2 separate regions of the Mus musculus genome follow, and region 1 is linked to region 2. The links are chromatin contacts, called in public promoter capture Hi-C maps. All regions are on one chromosome and are shown on one strand. The core of a region is the stretch at or near the end of the contact, and the rest is flanking DNA. Distances in the headings are between cores, read along the strand shown.

Region 1 (2,700 bases), core at 190-2,689, 230 kb after region 2:
CAGAAAAGTGAACACACTCCTGAGAAGCTTCAGTAGAGCTGTGGCGGGCGGTCTCCTACAGTGGGCTTACATAGCAGGATGGATGGTTCTCAGAGAGAGGGGGAGAGGGGGAGAGGGGGAGAGGGGGAGAGGGGAGAGGGAGAGGGAGAGGGGGAGGGGGAGAGAGGGAGAGAGAGAGGGAGAGGGGGAGAGGGGGGTGAGGGGGAGAGGGGGGTGAGGGGGAGAGGGGGGTGAGGGGGACAGGGAGAGAGGGAGAGAGAGAGGGGGAGAGAGAGGGAGGGAGGGAGGGAGAGAGAGGGGGGAGAGAGAGAGAGAGGGAGAGAGAGAGAGAGAGGGAGGGAGGGGGAGAGGGGGAGAGGGAGGGGGAGAAGGAGAGGGAAAGAGGAGTGAGCTGGATATGAAAGTGTTCACTGCCGGGCATGGTGACGCACACCTTTAATCCCAGCACTCGGGAGGCAGAGGCAGGCAGATTTCTGAGTTTGAGGCCAGCCTGGTCTACAAAGTGAGTTCCAGGACAGCCAGGGCTATACAGAGAAATCCTGTCTCGAAAAACCAAAAGAAAGAAAGAAAGAAAGAAAGAAAGAAAGAAAGAAAGAAAGAAAGAAAGAAAGGAAGGAAGGAAGGAAGGAAGGAAGGAAGGAAGGAAGGAAGAAAGGAAGAAAGGAAGAAAGGAAGAAAGGAAGAAAGGAAGAAAGGAAGGAAGAAAGGAAGGAAGGAAGGAAGGAAGGAAGGAAGGAAGGAAGGAAGGAAGGAAGGAAGGAAGGAAGAAAGGAAGAAAGAAAGAAAGAAAGAAAGAAAGAAAGAAAGAAAGAAAGAAAGAAAGAGAAAGAAAGAAAGAAAGTGTTCACCTATAATCCTAGCATTTGAGAGGTAGATTTGATTTGGGCTGACCTCTGTGAATTCAAGTCCAGCCTGCAGCTGGTCTACACTGTGAAACCCTGTCTAAAAGACAAAAGAAAAGAAAAAGAACTATCAGAACATCTGTGACAGGTGAACAGACCTCAGGACAGGGCCAGTGTCCTCAGAAGCACAGTCACAACTGAGAGCCTGGTCCGACTTTAGCTACATTCCTGGGAGATATCTCTAAGGGTCAGAACTGTGACCCTTATTTCTGGTGACCTAGCCTAAAGAAAGAGAAGGTTTGCTGTTGAGCCCCCCATAGGGGCCGTGTGATGCATGCCCTACCGCCAGCCTCCTCTAGCATGCACTGTCTCCATAGTGATGGGCAGCTCCTTCCAAGTGAGCAGGCCTCTTTACCTGTTGACCCCGTTTAGTTTACAGGTGCTACACTGTCAGACTCTTCTCCTTCCAGCTCAGCGTGCTCATTAAACAGCCTTGGCTCCTTGCGTGTGGAAACAGGTTTCAAGCACAGAGCCCCTAGCATCAGGCAGGATGGCAACATAATTTTAGCTCCTGAGCAAAATGACTCTCACAATAGCGTCAGTACAGTGTGCGCATTAACATTTGAATACACTGCATAATAAGCGTGCTAATTATAGAAGAGAAGACTACTTGAGGAATAAAATGAGCTGTGATCATTAGAAGAGAAAGGGGCAGCAACTCGTGGCATGGGCAGTTGCCTGACAGTATTCCAAAGGACAAGCTGACCCTCATCCCAAGGAAGAGGGAATCATTGTGATTATAATAATTAAAACGATGGTGGTATATTGATAAGAATCTTTTTGAAAATAAGCATATGATACAGTTAAACATATTCAGATTTGCTACTATTGAGAATGTATTGAGAGAGAGAGAGAGAAAAGAGAGAGAGAAAAGTGTTTCCAGGCTTGGTGATGCAAGCCTGTAATTCCAGTGACTTGAGAGGCCACGGCAGGAGGATCACAAGGTCAATACCTACCCATGCTACAAAGTGAGTTTAATTCCAGTATGGGTAATTTTGTGAGACACTGTCTCAAAATGAAAGGTGGAAAGGCAGCTAACTGGGGATGTAGATCTGAGTATATGTGAGGCCCAGTCACACACACACACACACACACACACACACACACACTCATGCATGCACACAGACACAGATACACATGCATGCACGTGCACAAACACACACACACATAAACATGTGTACAAACGAACACACATATATGCATACACATGCACATGCACACAGGCACGGATACATCATTTAGATGTTTATGAAAATTTTTAAGATTAATTATATTTTCACTTATGTTTAGGCGTGTGCCTATGCATGTTTATACACACATGTGTATATGTCTCCAGAGGCCAGAAGAGGATATGGAATATCCTGGAGCTGGATGGAGTTACAGGTGGTGGTGAGCCATCTCTCTCCAGCCTTCCTTTGAACAATTTAAAATATGAACCATTATTATTATGTCATTCACTTCAACATTGTAGAAATGGCTACAAGAAGCTTCATCGGAGGTGACAGGTTAGGGTGGAGAACTCTCAGGTAGGACCCAGAGACATGAGCAGCTTGTAATCGAGGCGGGAACCAAGAGCTAGGGCCAGGACTGGGAGATGGCTCAGCCAGTGAAGTTCCTGGCACACCGGCATGAGGGCATGAGTTTCACCCTTGGCATTATGTAAAAAGCCAAGCTCCTAAGCCCGGCGGTGGTGGTGCACACCTTTGATCCCAGCACTTGGGAGGCAGAGGCAGGCGAATTTCTGAGTTCAAGGCCAGCCTGGTCTACAAGGTGAGTTCCAGGACAGCCAGGGCTACAC
Region 2 (2,700 bases), core at 156-2,655:
CTACTTCGGCTACTTCTAGCTTTCCTAGTGCTCTGGACTTCTCGTGTGGAACTGAACTATACTGTCTCTGCACTTGCCAGGCTGTCTGACGTTGTAGAAACTCTCATGACTCTAGACGTTGCCAGCAGGTAGATGGACATTGGTAAGCCATTTATCCAACAGTGTCCATCCGCCTACAAATAATGAGAAACTGAGGGTGCAATTTCGGACTTACAAGATCTGCACTATAACCAACAAAGATAATGAAAAGTACTTTTTACTTTACAAAATGGTAAGTAAGGGCTTTCGATTTATTTTGAAAGATTCAAATCTAAGCTAGTTAGTTACAAGCCAGCTCTGCTGGTCAAGAGCAACAAATCAAATTCAATGGCAAGTCTAAAGGTACAAACAGCCATAAAATATACGCATTATTATTTATACCTGCTGCCAAAACAAGTACTTAACACACACACACATATGTGTGTGTATATATATATAAATATATACATACATATGTGTGTATATGTATATATGTATATACATACACACACACACACACACACACACACACACACACACATATATATATATATAGTGGAGTTGTGAAAGAGGGATTGAAAAGAAGTAAATTACTTTTGTAGAAATAACTCGGGTGAATTACTCCAAAGAGCAATACCAGCAGCCTAAAGCACAACGGACATTAAAACCGGAAAACAGCAAGACAGGGGCTACCCTAAAATGCCAAGTATAGCCAAAATGAACCCAGGGCAACATGCCACTCAGTAAAACAGGGTTACCAAGCCCTGCCCTTTCCATTTTCCAAGGTGTCCATAAGAATACAATAGAGTAACTCCCAAGTGCTAGGCTCTGCGAGTGTTATTCTACTTTGAGCCCTGGAAGGCGCGGCCCATGTAAAAGACTGGGTCAGGGTCAGTTCTGCTGGGTGCTGGCCTGGGAGACGGCGCAGGCTGAAAGCTCTGCACCATAGACGTGCCGGGCAAAGGGCACGACAGGGAAGGCCAGGGACCACAGAGACGCGGGCGTGCTCGGCTGTTCCCGCACACCGAGCCAGAGCGGGCGGCCAAGGCGCAGCGGGAAGGCCCGGGATGCGGTCACAAACCCGCGGGAGGGAGGCCCTACGCGCGCCCGTGGAGGGGACCCCACCTCCGGTGGCCGCCGCCGCGGGGTAGGGCCGCGCAGCCAGCCGAGCCTGGCGCAGCATCAGTGCCCGCTGTCGCTTCCGCTCCACGCTCGCGCGTACGGCGGCCGGCAGCTGCGCGGGCTCGTCCGCGGCCACGGGCTCAGGTGACGTCTGCTTTTCCTCGGCCGTCGCCATCGCCTACACACTCCGTAGGAAGGGAACGCGTATTGTTGGTGAACAGCGGAGCCACAAGTACCCGGCCCTACTCCATCACCAGGCAAGGAGAAGAGCTACGCATGCGCAGTCGAGGAGTCCTGGTGGAAAAGCCTATGAAGGGCGAGGCAGTACGCCTGCGCAGCCGAGGAGTGGTGGCGGAAGAGATGATAGTGCACTTGTTGACAAACAATCCGGACTAAGCGATGGGGGAGAATCAGGACTTTAAAGTCATCCCTGTGTTCCAGACCAGCCTGAGCTACATGAGACCCTGTCTCCAAAAGTAAAGAGAACATGGAAAAGAGCATTGGGAAAGAATGGCTGTGTGACAGCTAAAAAGCATGAGAAAACAGGAAGGCAACAGAGAAAAGTGGGACGTGGTATGAGCTCCAAACCCAGCTGCGGGCCATGGGTAGAGAGCCAAAGCCATAGCCACATGGAGAGCCAGACAGCCCCATGACAACAGACTGGCCATTCTATACACAAATGAAACCCTTGTTTTCATCCAGTGGGGGAAACGTGATGTGGCAGTGACTCCTCCTGTGTGAGCCATCTTTCCAAAGATGGCTTTGGAAAAGAAATGCACATTGTTACTCCCCGTGTTTTGGACCGATGTGCCAGGGGGCTTGTTCATAGCATAGCTGCTCCCGAAAACCAAAAGCTGGAATCTACCCAAATGTCCATCAACTTTTGAATGGCTAAACAATGCATAGTATTACCATACAATGAACTATTTTTCTTCAAACATGAGAAAAATGAAGCGCTGGTCCATGCTACGACATGACTGAACTTTGAAAATGTTACTCTAAGAGGAAAAAGCCATTCACAAATGCATATGTTTATGTGAAACTCACAGAATAAGCAAGCCCGCCATAACAGAAAGCAGTCCAGAGGTTCCTAGAGTTTGCAGCTAAGGAGTAACCAGGAGGAGATGCTCCTCTGTAGGTATGAGGCTGCCTCCTGAGGTGATGAGAATTCTAGAACTAGACACTCTTGATGATTGTGCAACTCTGTGGATGTATTTTCTGGCCAGAGCAGGGAATCTGAGCACCAGAATTATAAAGAACCCCACCTCCACCCCACCCCTGGGTAGCACCAAACCTTAAGTGGCAGCACCTGTGATGACCACCACAGTCTCTGCACATTTCTGGCTTGGTGGCTGAGGGAATGAGGTAACAGGATCTCCCCCAAAATAACCTCTGAGAGTGGCCAGTGCTCAGAATCCTCTCCCCCACAAAGCACCGAATCTGACAGGTTGCAGGGTGTGGCTCAGGTGCGTCCTGAGCCCCAGTGTTTTGAAACTCTTGGCAACTTGTTCTTCCTTTCCAGGTTAACTCCCTCTCCTTTGGCTCAGGGACTTTTTGTGA

The links. Promoter capture Hi-C pulls out the DNA fragments that hold promoters and counts their contacts.
Region 1: a promoter capture Hi-C map of hippocampal neurons shows a contact between it and region 2, with 2.1 times the contacts expected there. The contact joins the enhancer-like site here to the promoter of Xpa in region 2. A contact is called at or near these places in 7 of 39 promoter capture datasets (the 3T3-L1 cell line, cranial neural crest, hippocampal neurons and 3 more), 7 of 484 Hi-C or Micro-C datasets (cerebellum, embryonic stem cells, muscle stem cells and 3 more), 2 of 115 datasets of contacts at active chromatin or transcription factors (embryonic stem cells and forebrain) and 2 of 9 other capture datasets (embryonic stem cells and pancreatic islet).

What each region holds. Positions count from the first base shown.
Region 1 is chr4:46,427,907-46,430,606 of GRCm38.p6, forward strand. No RefSeq gene overlaps it. Among named protein-coding and RNA genes, the nearest start is that of Anp32b, 22 kb to the right of the region's middle. Within about 2 kb of position 1,440, at least 28 of the 459 cell types and tissues checked have an H3K27ac peak or open chromatin away from gene starts, as enhancers often do. A contact at or near this core is called in forebrain and hippocampal neurons, where this site is marked.
Region 2 is chr4:46,194,906-46,197,605 of GRCm38.p6, forward strand. It overlaps Xpa (xeroderma pigmentosum, complementation group A), which reads right to left and starts at 1,406. Exons shown (of 6, transcript NM_011728.2): 1 at 1,144-1,406. The coding sequence starts at 1,315.